Linked DNA regions of Muntiacus reevesi: region 2 is linked to region 1. Evidence: chromatin contacts called from public Hi-C data. All regions are on one chromosome and are shown on one strand. Each heading gives the region's core, a stretch centred on a gene start, on an enhancer-like site or on the middle of the called end of the contact. The rest is flanking DNA. Distances are from core to core; before and after follow the strand shown.

What was found. Hi-C and Micro-C count contacts between places; a contact is called where the count stands out from the background.
Region 2: a Hi-C map of blood shows a contact between it and region 1, with 4 times the contacts expected there. The contact joins the promoter of RPL6 here to the promoter of NAA25 in region 1. A contact is called at or near these places in 2 of 3 Hi-C or Micro-C datasets (blood and muscle).

The regions. Positions count from the first base shown.
Region 1 is chr13:11,456,578-11,462,318 of mMunRee1.1, forward strand. NAA25 (N-alpha-acetyltransferase 25, NatB auxiliary subunit) reads right to left here and starts at 3,605. Exons shown (of 24, transcript XM_065904200.1): 1 at 3,530-3,605. The coding sequence starts at 3,587.
Region 2 is chr13:11,687,847-11,693,662 of mMunRee1.1, forward strand. It overlaps RPL6 (ribosomal protein L6), which reads right to left and starts at 1,309. Exons shown (of 7, transcript XM_065904614.1): 1 at 1,165-1,309; 2 at 154-387; 3 at 1-64. The coding sequence starts at 387.

The sequences.
Region 1 (5,741 bases), core at 2,355-4,854:
TAACAAAGATTAGAAAGGATCTTGTGCCATAAAAGTATATGTGTGTGTATTCTAAAGACTACGGAGATATTTTTTCTCTGAAACTTCTCTATTTTTATTTTACAATTCCTGCATCCTATAAAAATTTATTAAGTGCCATAACTGACCGTCACTTCCAACTCTACACACTTACTAACTACCAAAAACATTTAAAAATAATAATGGCAGAAGAAAGCACTAGAGCTCACCCAGTCACATGGGAATGCAAAATCTGTTCAGAACCACAAAGTACAAGAGAATAATTTTAGTGAAAGGAGAAAACAATAAAGTAGGCGTTCTGAGAAACTCAAGATGGTTTTCAAAAACCAAAAATGCAATACCCAAACTTAGTAATTTATGAGTAAAGAGACGCACTCTAAAGACATTTGACTAAACAACTAGCTATTACATACGGAGACATCAAAAACAGAATTTCAACCTACCATAATTTCACAATTAATCACTCTTTCTGCTTCTACCCTCAACAGCATTGGCAAAAGCTGAGGTCATAGGCAAAGTTTCTAACAGCTGTAAAATCCTAAACCTTGGTAATATAAATAATGCTGCACAAAAGACAGTGAGGCTGCAGAATCCAAACTCAGTAAGGGCTGAGCTCTCCAGTGAGAATTCAGTTCAGTTCAGTCGCTCAGTCATGTCCGACTCTTTGCGACCCCATGAATCACAGCACGCCAGGCCTCCCTGTCCATCACCAACTCCCGGAGTCCACCCAAACCCATGTCCATCAAGTCGGTGATGCCATCCAACCATCTCATCCTCTGTCGTCCCCTTCTCCTGCCCTCAATCTTTCCCAGCATCAGGGTCTTTTCAAATGAGTCAGTTCAGGGACTTCCCTGGTGGTCCAGTGGTTAAGACTCTGTACTTCTAGTGCAGGGGGCTTGGGTTCAATACCTGGTCAGGGAACTGAGGTCCTAAAAAAAAACACACTATCTCAAATGAGTCAGTTCTTCACATTAGGTGGCCAAAGTATTGGAGTTTCAGCTTCAACATCAGTCCTTCCAATGAACACCCAGGACTGATCTCCTTTAGGATGGACTGGTTGGATCTCCCTGCAGTCCAAGGGACTCTCAAGAGTCTTCTCCAACACCACAGTTCAAAAGCATCAATTCTTCAGCGCTCAGCTTTCTTTATAGTCCAACTCTCACATCCATACATGACCAGTGAGAATGACCACATTCAAATTCCAGCTCTACAATTTACTAGCTACAACCCTGAGCAAGTTAATCTCTGGCCTTAGTTTACTACTATGCTCACAATAATCTTACCTACCTAAGGACAGTTAGCACACAAACAAGCACTCAACCTACGCTGAGTGTTGCTGAACTTTGGGCTGGTGGGTAAGCAGCACCAAGCAGCAGCTCATTCATCTGTCAGCTAATGAAACAAATTCAAGGGACAACAGCGGTTTAGGGGTACTAAGGTATTTAAACACAAAGGCAGAGGCTGTCCCAAGGTCCAGAGGTCAAAAGTCAGAAGTGCTGACGTCAAGGGCAGTCCTTTCCCTAATTCTGCCAGTGTATATTAATTGCCTTTGAACTCCTAAAGAAAGTATCTTCTAATCTTCTTCCCAAGTAACTATAAGAAAAGCTACATAATTTTGGCTTCAGTTTTAACAATATGACCTATGTATCTGGTTAAAATAGCATGATGTTTAACAATGTGAAAGGGACTAGTTTTCCTATTGGATAGTTCAAAACAGTATTAATTCTAAGTGACTTACGGGGCACCAAAGACATTTTCTTTGGTCCTCAAGAACAATTTTTAGAAATCCAATTTTTTTTTAAATATTCAATCTTCAAAAAAAAAATGTATGGCAGAAACCACTACAATTAAAAAAAAAAAGTCTGCAAGCAGCTGCTATAAAGCAGTAATGAGCTACCAACTGTGAACTCTGGATTCACCCTAGTATACTCAAGTCACCCTTGTATACTTCATCTCTGCCCTTTAAAATGTATACTGGAGGACACAAGACTTTACAGCCCTGGGAAAATGGAAATCTACCACTCTCCACCTATGTGACCTTTGGCAAGTCAGTGTCTTCAGCTCAAACTAAGGTGATTTCTAACACAGTGGTTAAAGGAGTAAGTCTGGGACAGTCCACAGAGGTTAAGGTTCCAGTTTCATGTTAGGTGAGTGACCTTAGACAAATTACACATCAATAAAGCCCCAGTTTCCTCATCTGTGGAAAGAAGAGCGGGAGGGGAAGGGAGAAGGGGATTGGGAAAACCCACCCACGCCAGAAGAAAATGTGAAGATCAAATAATAATAAATATAAAAGGCGAAGGAGAGTGACTGACATAATTAGCAGACTATCCACATTATTACTATTGCTGTTAATAATAATAATTATTATTATTGTCATCAACAAGGCTATTGCTAGAATCAAACAAGACTTGAGAGCAAAACATCATACAAAGTACAAAAAGCACTACCAGTTGTACCAGAAACATAAAGTTACCCCCATCCAAAAAAGTTAAATCACCTCGGCCTTGAGGAGAAGCCTCCATTTAAGTAACATCTACCCTATAAACACGAGGCCTCCTTTTGCAAAAACCACTGACCTTGAAGCCTTCCTCACTATGAACTAGACCAAGACCACACAAGCATCTAAGGGGAAAGGAAACACAAACGGGACCACTTTCCAATTACAGAACGTCTCGATTACTGAAGAGGTTTTTCTCCCTTACTCAAATACGTGATTTTTCGCAACTGGAAGAGCAGAATGCCATCAAGGTCTTAAAGCCTGAGCGTTGAGGTAAGCGTTCTGAAAGGGGATCCACTTAGCACGCGGAAGGCAGACTGCAAAGGAAAAACCAGAGAAGCTACAAGAAGGAAGAGCGCTCCCTGAATGCCCCCCGACACCAGCTATTGCGGTCGCTTCACCGCTATTTTGGGCCCAAGACCCCCCCGCCCCGCCGCCCCCGCTTCCCACGTGTGCCCAGAGCAGCTGTTCCTCCACCAAAGGGCTCTGTATTGGGAGCCTCAAATCCGGGCCTGCTCCTCACTCGATACGGGTTGACCTTGCGTCAGCCCCTTCCCCTCCCAGGACCTCTGTTTCTCCCTGAGCGCCAAGCAGTTAGTCAGACAACACTTTAGGCCCCGCTCCCACAAGTAAAAAGTCTTCAGTGAGGAATTTTTCCTCACGCAGGGGTGTCCCACCCTCATGCCGGAGCCAGCTTCCACCTGCGGACAGACAACGCAGCCTGCGGGTAGCGCAGGTCCCGGCGAGAGTAGTGTCTCACAGGGCCTGCCTGTCAGGCCGGCTCTGCCGACCTGCGGCCACCGTGGACGCGCCGCTACCAACTCAGAGCTCGGGAAAGCCAGGCCGGCGCTTACGCGAGGCCCGTGGCTGCGGCCTAGAGGCCCGCGCGGCCCGCCCCCTGTGCCCGCCGGCTCGGCTCCTGGCCCCTCAGCGCCCCTCCCGGGCCTTCGTCCCGGCTTCGGAAGCCCTCGGCGCATTCGGCTGGCGACCAGACTGGCCCCAGGCACTCACCGTAAATGGGTCGGAGGCGCCTATCGTTAGGGTCCTGCACATGGCCCCGCGTCGCCATGATGACAAGCGCAGAACCGCAGTGCGCACGCGCGGGGCAGGCCCCCGGGAAGGGGCTGTTAAAGGGCCAGCGCCGATCTCGCTCTTCTATCGCGATGGTCGCGGAGTTGCGACAGAACGCGCCGGCGCGGAAAACACAGACACCCAAACCGCATCCCCGACGCACCTCCCCGCCCCCTCCCCCCCAGGTGTGTCACTTCAGTGTCTCATTTTCCTCCCTTCTGCTGGTGGAGTCGGCCTAGCTGTTAGAAGCGGCCGTTACTATTAACATCGCTTCCGAGTCGCTTAGTGGAGAGCGAGGAAAGCGAGGGGAGGCGGGGAGTGAAGAAACTTGGTTAAAGATTGGGCTCGGCTGCTCCTGCTCATCATGTTTCTCCTCTGTGCTGAAGGACCAGTTAGACTTGTCTTTGATTCACTGCTGAGGAACCGGGAACTCTTGTGGGAGGGTGACCCCGGGGACAGTAGGGGAAGAGGGGTGCTGAGCGACAAGGAGAAACGTGCCAGAAAAGCTCGAGGTCCCTTCACCCCTTCCTCGGTGCTCAGCCTGTTAAGAAGCACCCTAGAGATCAAAGTTAACATTACTAGTTTGAGGTGATGAAAAAGGAACTTCCCTTCTGTAGTAGTTTTTTCTGGAAGACCCATAAACTCAGACTAGTTACAAAGAAAACATCAAACAAATCGCACTGAGTGACATTCTACAAAATGCCTGAACGGTTGGCTTCAGGACTGTCAAGGTCATGAAAAATAAGGCAACATTGAGAAGCTGTTACAGACCAGCAATGCCTAAGGAGACACGAGGACCAAACATAATGTGATATCTTCCTTGGGATCCTGGAACAGACAAAGGGCATCAGGGGAAAAAGCTGAAATTCAAATAAAGTCTTGCTGCTGCTAAGTCACGTCAGTCGTGTCCAACTCTGTGCAACCCCATTGACGGCAGCACGCCAGGCTCCCCCGTCCCTGGGATTCTCCAGGCAAGAACACTGGAGTGAGTTGCCATTTCCTTCTCCACAAATAAAGTCTAGAGTTCAGCTAATAGTATTGTGCTAATGTTGGTTTCTCATTTTGATGAATGCACCATGATAATGTAAGATGTTAACTGGTTGAGGGGTATATGAAAACTTAATCCTCTTTTCACCCTCTCTGAAGTCTAAAATTATTCCAAAATAAAAGATTTTAGAATGCTTTTATTGTTTGTTTTTTAAAATTTTTGGCCGCACCCTGCAGTACATGGGATTTTATTTTTCCAACGAGGGATCGAACCCCCTGCAGTAAAAGCATAGTCTTAACCTCTGGACCACCGGGAAAGCCCCTAAATGCACTTGGTGGGGGGGATGACTACTTCTTAAAAACCAAATGCACTAGAAACTCCCATCCCAATTCTGTCCTGAGTTCTAGCTGAAAGAGAAAATTCCAGAAGCAATTACACAGAAAAATTCTTATTGAGAATGGGAATGGTTGGGGAGAGGGAGTCCCTCAAATGAAGATATGATCTGTGATCCTCATAGAAAATAGTTCCTAAAGCTGAGGAGATTTTAAAATATGCTAGATGGGGACCTCCCTGGCCGTTCCACTCCAGAGGACACGGGTTTGAGCATCACCTGGGAACTTACAAACCTTATTAGGCACTGCCCCAGACATACTGGATCAAATGCTCTGGGAGTAGGGTCGGCAATTTGTGTCTTTACAAATCCTCTTGTGATTTGGATTCAGACAAAAGTTTCATCCTGTTTTAGGTCAGAAGTGGGCAAATTATGACCCTTAGGCCAAATTTACCTTACTACTGTTTTTGTACAGTTTGTGAGCCAAGAATGATTTTCACATTTTTAAATGGTTGGGAAAAAATAATCAAAAGAAGAATAATATTTCACAATGTGAAAGTTATATAAAGTTCAAAGGTCAGTGTCCATAAGTAAAATTTTATTGAACACAACTATTCATTTGTCTGTGGTTGCTTTTGTGCTACAACAGCAGAATTGAGTAGTTGCAACAGAGACCTTGTGGCCCAGAAGGTTAAAATATTTACTATCTGAACCTTTACAGAAAACATTTGCCAATCCCTATTCTGGAATACTCTCAGGATAAATGAATAAACAGAAACCTCCAGGGTAGAGTTGTCAGGTCAAATATGGTACAATATTTGGGGCATACTTAC
Region 2 (5,816 bases), core at 59-2,558, 230 kb after region 1:
TCTTGTCACCACCAACTGGTTTTGTGACAGTAGCAAGAACCCGAACCTTCTTTTTCTTTTCGACCTGTGAGGAGACAAACACTTCCCTAAGTCAGAGGCAGACAAACATTTTAAGCTTAAGAGAATGCCCACTGAGTTCCTCGCATCCCTTACCTTGGATTTAGCTGCTGAATACTTTCTCTTGTACAGGGCCTTTCTGGAGTACATGGCTGATCGGGAATATCTGCCAATTCCTCTGACCAGGACAGGGTTTCGGCTGCAGTGGGGCTTCCCCTTCTTAACTTTCTTCACCACTTTCACCTTTTTAGCCTTTTTGACAGCATCAGCCTTCTTGGCTTCAGATTTTTTCTCCTTAGTATCTGGCTTCTCAGCCTTTTCACCCGCCATCTACCAACACGTGTATTTAAAAAAAAAAAAAAAAAAGGCATTTCACCAGTTATCCTATAGCTATACACTGACAGCCTCCCAAACTACAAGTTCTCATCCTCCAAGTAGCTATAACGTCCTTTTCATTCTTCCCACTATAAGATATAGGCCTTCTTCCAAATCCCCCCACCTTTGCAACAACATCCATAATGGTTTAATTTTTAGGTTGTCTCCCCCAATACACTATAAGCTGTTCGACGAGCCGAAGGCACGTCACGCCCGTTAAGTGTTCGCCGCATATTTTGATGTCACAGGTCCTTATTCCATTATTTCTATCTTGCAAATTAAAAATTCTAGGCACAGGCCAAAACAATTTGCAAAGCCAGGAAGCAGCGAGACTGCAACTTGAAGTTGCTCGCTTTCAGGACTTTTGTTCTCCCCAGACTGCCTCACTCAAGAAATTTGGTTTAGGAGGCGAAGACAAACACACTAAGTCCAAACTAAGCCCAGAGAGAAAAAAAACCGCAAAGCCCCGGAGCCGACTTCCGGCCCGCGGACTGGGCAAGAGGAGAAAGCAGCATTTGGTCTTAGCCTTAAATCCACAACGTGGCAGAGACAAACTAGGTCGCGTATTCTAGAACCCAGATTCCGGATTCAGGAGCGCGCGCCGCCGCCCTAGTCCCTACGGCCCCACTAGTCGGCTACGAATCCCTGGAAGGGCCCTATTTCCCCAGTCCAGGAGGGTGGCGAGCAATCCGAGCCTCTACAACCTTCCACCTCACTCTCTTCGTGCCCTACCGTAAACCCAAGAGAGAGAAATGAAGCGTCCGGGAGGCCTCTCAGTACGCCCCGAGCGTGCCTGACCCCTGCAGATGTCGACTTGATACCCTCTCAGCTAAGATGGCGAAGGATTGGGATCTTGAAATCTAGTCCTGCAAAGAGATACCGCCATTCTTACCTTGCAAGATGGGAAAAAGAACTAAGGTCCTGGCTTCCGGTCTATAAGGAATCACGGGAAGGGTCGAGTCTCACTTCCTTCCGGATCTGAGGCATTGTGGGAAATGTAGTTCAGCCTCGTTGGTACTGCCTACAGAACTAATTTTCTCAGGTGGCGAAAGTGAAGACCATGTTTTCTGGAAATGCTTCATTTTGTAGACGAGTAGAATTCTCAGAGTACTTTTGGGAACCGTCCTAAAGTTGAAACTTTTTATTTTGCCTACCAAAAACATTAGAAAGCAGTACCATTTTAAATATTAAGAAAGTATAGATGAATGGGTATATCTTTCCTTTCGTCCTTTGTTTTCCGCTCTCTTCTTTTCACAGCTATTTGTAAGACCTCCTCAGACAGCCATTTTGCTTTTTTGCATTTATTTTTTGGGGGGACGGTCTGCATTGGAGAAGGAAATGGCAACTCGCTCCATTGTTCTTGCCTGGAGAATCCCAGGAACAGGGGAGCCTGGTGGGCTGCCATCTATGGGGTCACATTGAGTTGGACACGACTGAAGTGACTTAGCAGCAGCAGCAGCTTGATTCCTGTCTCCTGTATGATGTCACGAACCTCCGTCCATAGTGCATCAGGCACTCTGTCTATCAGATCTAGTCCCTTAAATCTATTTCTCACTTCCACTGTAAGTCATAAGGGATTTGATTTAGGTCATACCCTGAATGGTCTAGTGGCTTCCTCCACTTTCTTCAGTTTAAGTGTGAATTTGGCAACAAGGAGTTCATGATCTGAGCCACAGTCAGCTCCCGGTCTTGTTTTTTGCTGACTGTATAGAGTTTCTCCAACTTTGGCTGCAAAGAATATAATCAATCTGATTTTGGTGTCAACCATCTGGTGATGTCCATGTGTAGGGTCTTCTCTTGTGTTGTTGAAAGAGGGTATTTGCTATGACCAGTGCATTCTCTTGGCAGAACTCTAGTAGCCTTTGCCCTGCTTCATTCTGTACTCCAAGCCCAAATTTGCCTGTTACTCCAGGTGTTTCTTGACTTCCTAATGTTGCATTCCAGTCCCCTATAATGAAAAGGACAGCTTTTTGGGTTGTTAGTTCTAGAAAGTCTTGTAGGTCTTCATAGAATCATTCAACTTCAGCTTCTTCAGCGTTACTGGTCAGGGCATAGACTTGGATTACCATGATATTGAATGGTTTGCCTTGAAAACGAACAGAGATCATTTTGTCGTTTTTGAGACTGCATCCAAGTACTGCATTTTGGACTCTTTTGTTGACTATGATGGCTACTCCATTTCTTCTAAGGGATTCCTGCCCACAGTAGTAGATATAATGGTCATCTGAGTTAAATTCACCCATTCCAGTTTATCTTAGTTCGCTGATTCCTAGAATGTCAACGTTCACTCTTGCCATCTCCTGTTTGACCACTTCCAATTTGCCTTGATTCATGAACCTAAGATTCCAGGTTCCTATGCAATATTGCTCTTTACAGCATCGAACCTTACTTCTATCACCAGTCCCATCCACAACTGGGTCTTGTTTTTGCTTTGACCCCATCCCTTCATTCTTTCTGGAGTTATTTCTCCACTGATCTCCAGTAGCATATTGGGCACCTACCGACCTGGGGAGTTCATCTTTCAGTGTCCTATCTTTTTGCCTTTTCATACTGTTCATGGGGTTCTCAAGGCAAGAATACTGAAGTAGTTTGCCATTCCCTTCTCCAGTGGGCCACATTCTGTCAGACCTCTCCACCATGATCCGTCTGTCTTGGGTGGCCCCACACGGCATGGCTTAGTTTCACTGAGTTAGACAAGACTGTGGTCCGTTTGATCAGATTGGCTAGTTGTCTGTGATTGTGGTTTCAGTCTGTCTGCCCTCTGATGCCCTCTATCAGCACCTACCATCTTACTTGGGTTTCTCTTACCTTGGACGTGGGGTATCTCTTCATGGCTACTCCAGCAAAGCGCAACTGCTACTCCTTACCTTACGTGGGGTAGCTCCTCTCGGCTGCCACCCCGACCTTGGACGTGGGGTAGCTCCTCTCGGCCGCTCCTGCACGCCATTGCAGCGGCCGCTCCTGTGCCATGGGACCCATTTGAAGGACCCATTTGAATGCAGAGTTCCAAAGAATAGCAAGGAGAGATACGAAAGCCTTCCTCAGTGATCAGTGCAAAGAATAGAGGAAAACAATAGAATGGGAAAGACTAGAGATCTCTTCAAGAAAATTAGAGATACCAAAGGAACATTTCATGCAAAGATGGGCTCAATAAAGGACAGAAATAGTATGGGCCTAACAGAAGCAGAAGATATTAAGAAGAGGTGCCAAGAATACACAGAATTGTACAAAAAAGATCTTCACGACCCAGATAATCACAATGGTGTGATCACTCACACTCACCTAGAACCAGACATCCTGGAATGTGAAGTCAAGTGGGCCTTAGGAAGCATCACTACGAACAAAGCTAGTGGACGTGATGGAATTCCAGTTGAGCTATTTCAAATCCTGAAAGATGATGCTGTGAAAGTGCTGCACTCAATATGTCAGCAAATTTGGAAAACTCAGCAGTGGCCACAGGACTGGAAAAGGGCAGTTTTCATTCCAGACCCAAAGAAAGGCAATGCCAAAGAATGCTCAAACTACCGCACAATTGCCCTCATCTCACACGCTATTAAAGTGATGCTCAAAATTCTTCAAGCCAGGCTTCAGCAATACGTGAACCTTGAACTTCCAGATATTCAAGCTGGTTTTAGAAAAGGCAGTGGTCAAATTACCAACATCTGCTGGATCATCGAAAAAGCAAGAGAGTTCCAGAAAAACATCTATTTCTGCTTTACTGAACTGATAGATGAATGAGCTTCCCACGTGACGTTTGTGGTAAAGAACACGCCTCCCAATGCTGGAGATGCAAGAGACGCGGGTTGGATATCTGAGTCTGGACGATTCCCTGAAGGAGGGCTTGGCAACCTGCTCCAGTATTCTTGCCTGGAGAATTCCATATCCAGAGAAGCCTGGCGGGCTACAGTCCATGGGGTCCCATAGAGCTGGACAGGACTGGAAGGACTTAGCACATAGATGGATGAAGGACTTAATTCCCAAGTCAAGTGAAACCTATCCAATGAAAGGCTAGATGGGAACCTTCCAGGGACATTTTCTCCACAATTACCTAATGCCTGCATCGCCTAAACAGACTGCAGCCTGTGCTCAATGACAGCAGGTCTAAAAATCTAGAATTTGTTTTACCATATTTGTTGAAATATAGTTGATTTACAATGGTGTGCCAATCTCTGGTGTATGGCAAAGTGAGTCAATTTACATAGATAAATTCTTTTTAAAATATTATTTTCCATTATGGTTTATCCCAGGAGATTAGATATAGTTCCCCGTGTAATACAGTAGTAGAAAAGGCTAGAATTTAAAACCAATGAAGCACATTCCTGCCCTGGAGAACACATATTCAAGGAAAAAACAAACAGAGAAATGAATAATTATGAGTTACTTCTTCTGGGGGATTTAGGAAAGTTTTGCAAAAGAGTTTGGTTTCGCATTGGATTTGGAAGACTGGATACAAATTTAGCAGATGGAAGTGGCAATTGGAACAATAAATGAAGTGGGTATGGAGGCATCAAAGAGCATGATTGTTTGTTCCTCCACATTCCCTCCCTGCGCTGTTTCTTCATTTCCAAAATGGAGATAATCATAATATGTACCTCACAGAATTGTCGGGAAGATTAAATAAGTTAATATATACAAAATCACCAAGTATGGTATTTGATGCGTGGAAAGGCTAAATAAATGTCTGTTCTTGTTGTCACCACCACCAGCACCGTCATCACCATCTAGATCATAGCTGCAAATGATGTAATGGAGCAGGACCCTGTGGGGTCTTACTATGTGCCAAGTATTCTGCTAAAACTTATACACCAGGGGTAGTAAGAGCAATACTGTATGCTATGTGCCTAACACTGTTTTATGTGTCTTGCCTTATTTCATTGAATCCTCCCAACAACTATAGAGGATAATGTTATGGGAAAACTCAGACTCTGAAGTAAGACAGAAAGATAAAGATCATTACAGCATACTAACACATATATATGGAATTTAGAAAGATGATAATGATAACCCTATATGCAAAACAGAAAAAGAGACACAGATGTACAGACATCTGTAGAAATCCCATGTTTCAACAAATGTGGCAACTCTGCCTCTACTGTGGCCCAGGTGGGATGCATGAGACAGGTGCTCGGGCCAGGTGCGCTGGGAGGACCCAGGGGAATCAGGTGGGGGGGTGAGAGGGGGGATTGGGATGGGGAATACATGTCTCCATGGCTGATTCATGTCAATGTATGACAAAACCCACTGCAATGTTGCGAAGTAATTAGCCTCCAACTAATCAAAATAATTGAAAACAAAACAAAACAAAACAAAACTCAGACTCAAAGAGGTGCAGTAACTTGCCCACAGCATGGATCAGATTTCAAAGAGTGCACTCTTAACCAATA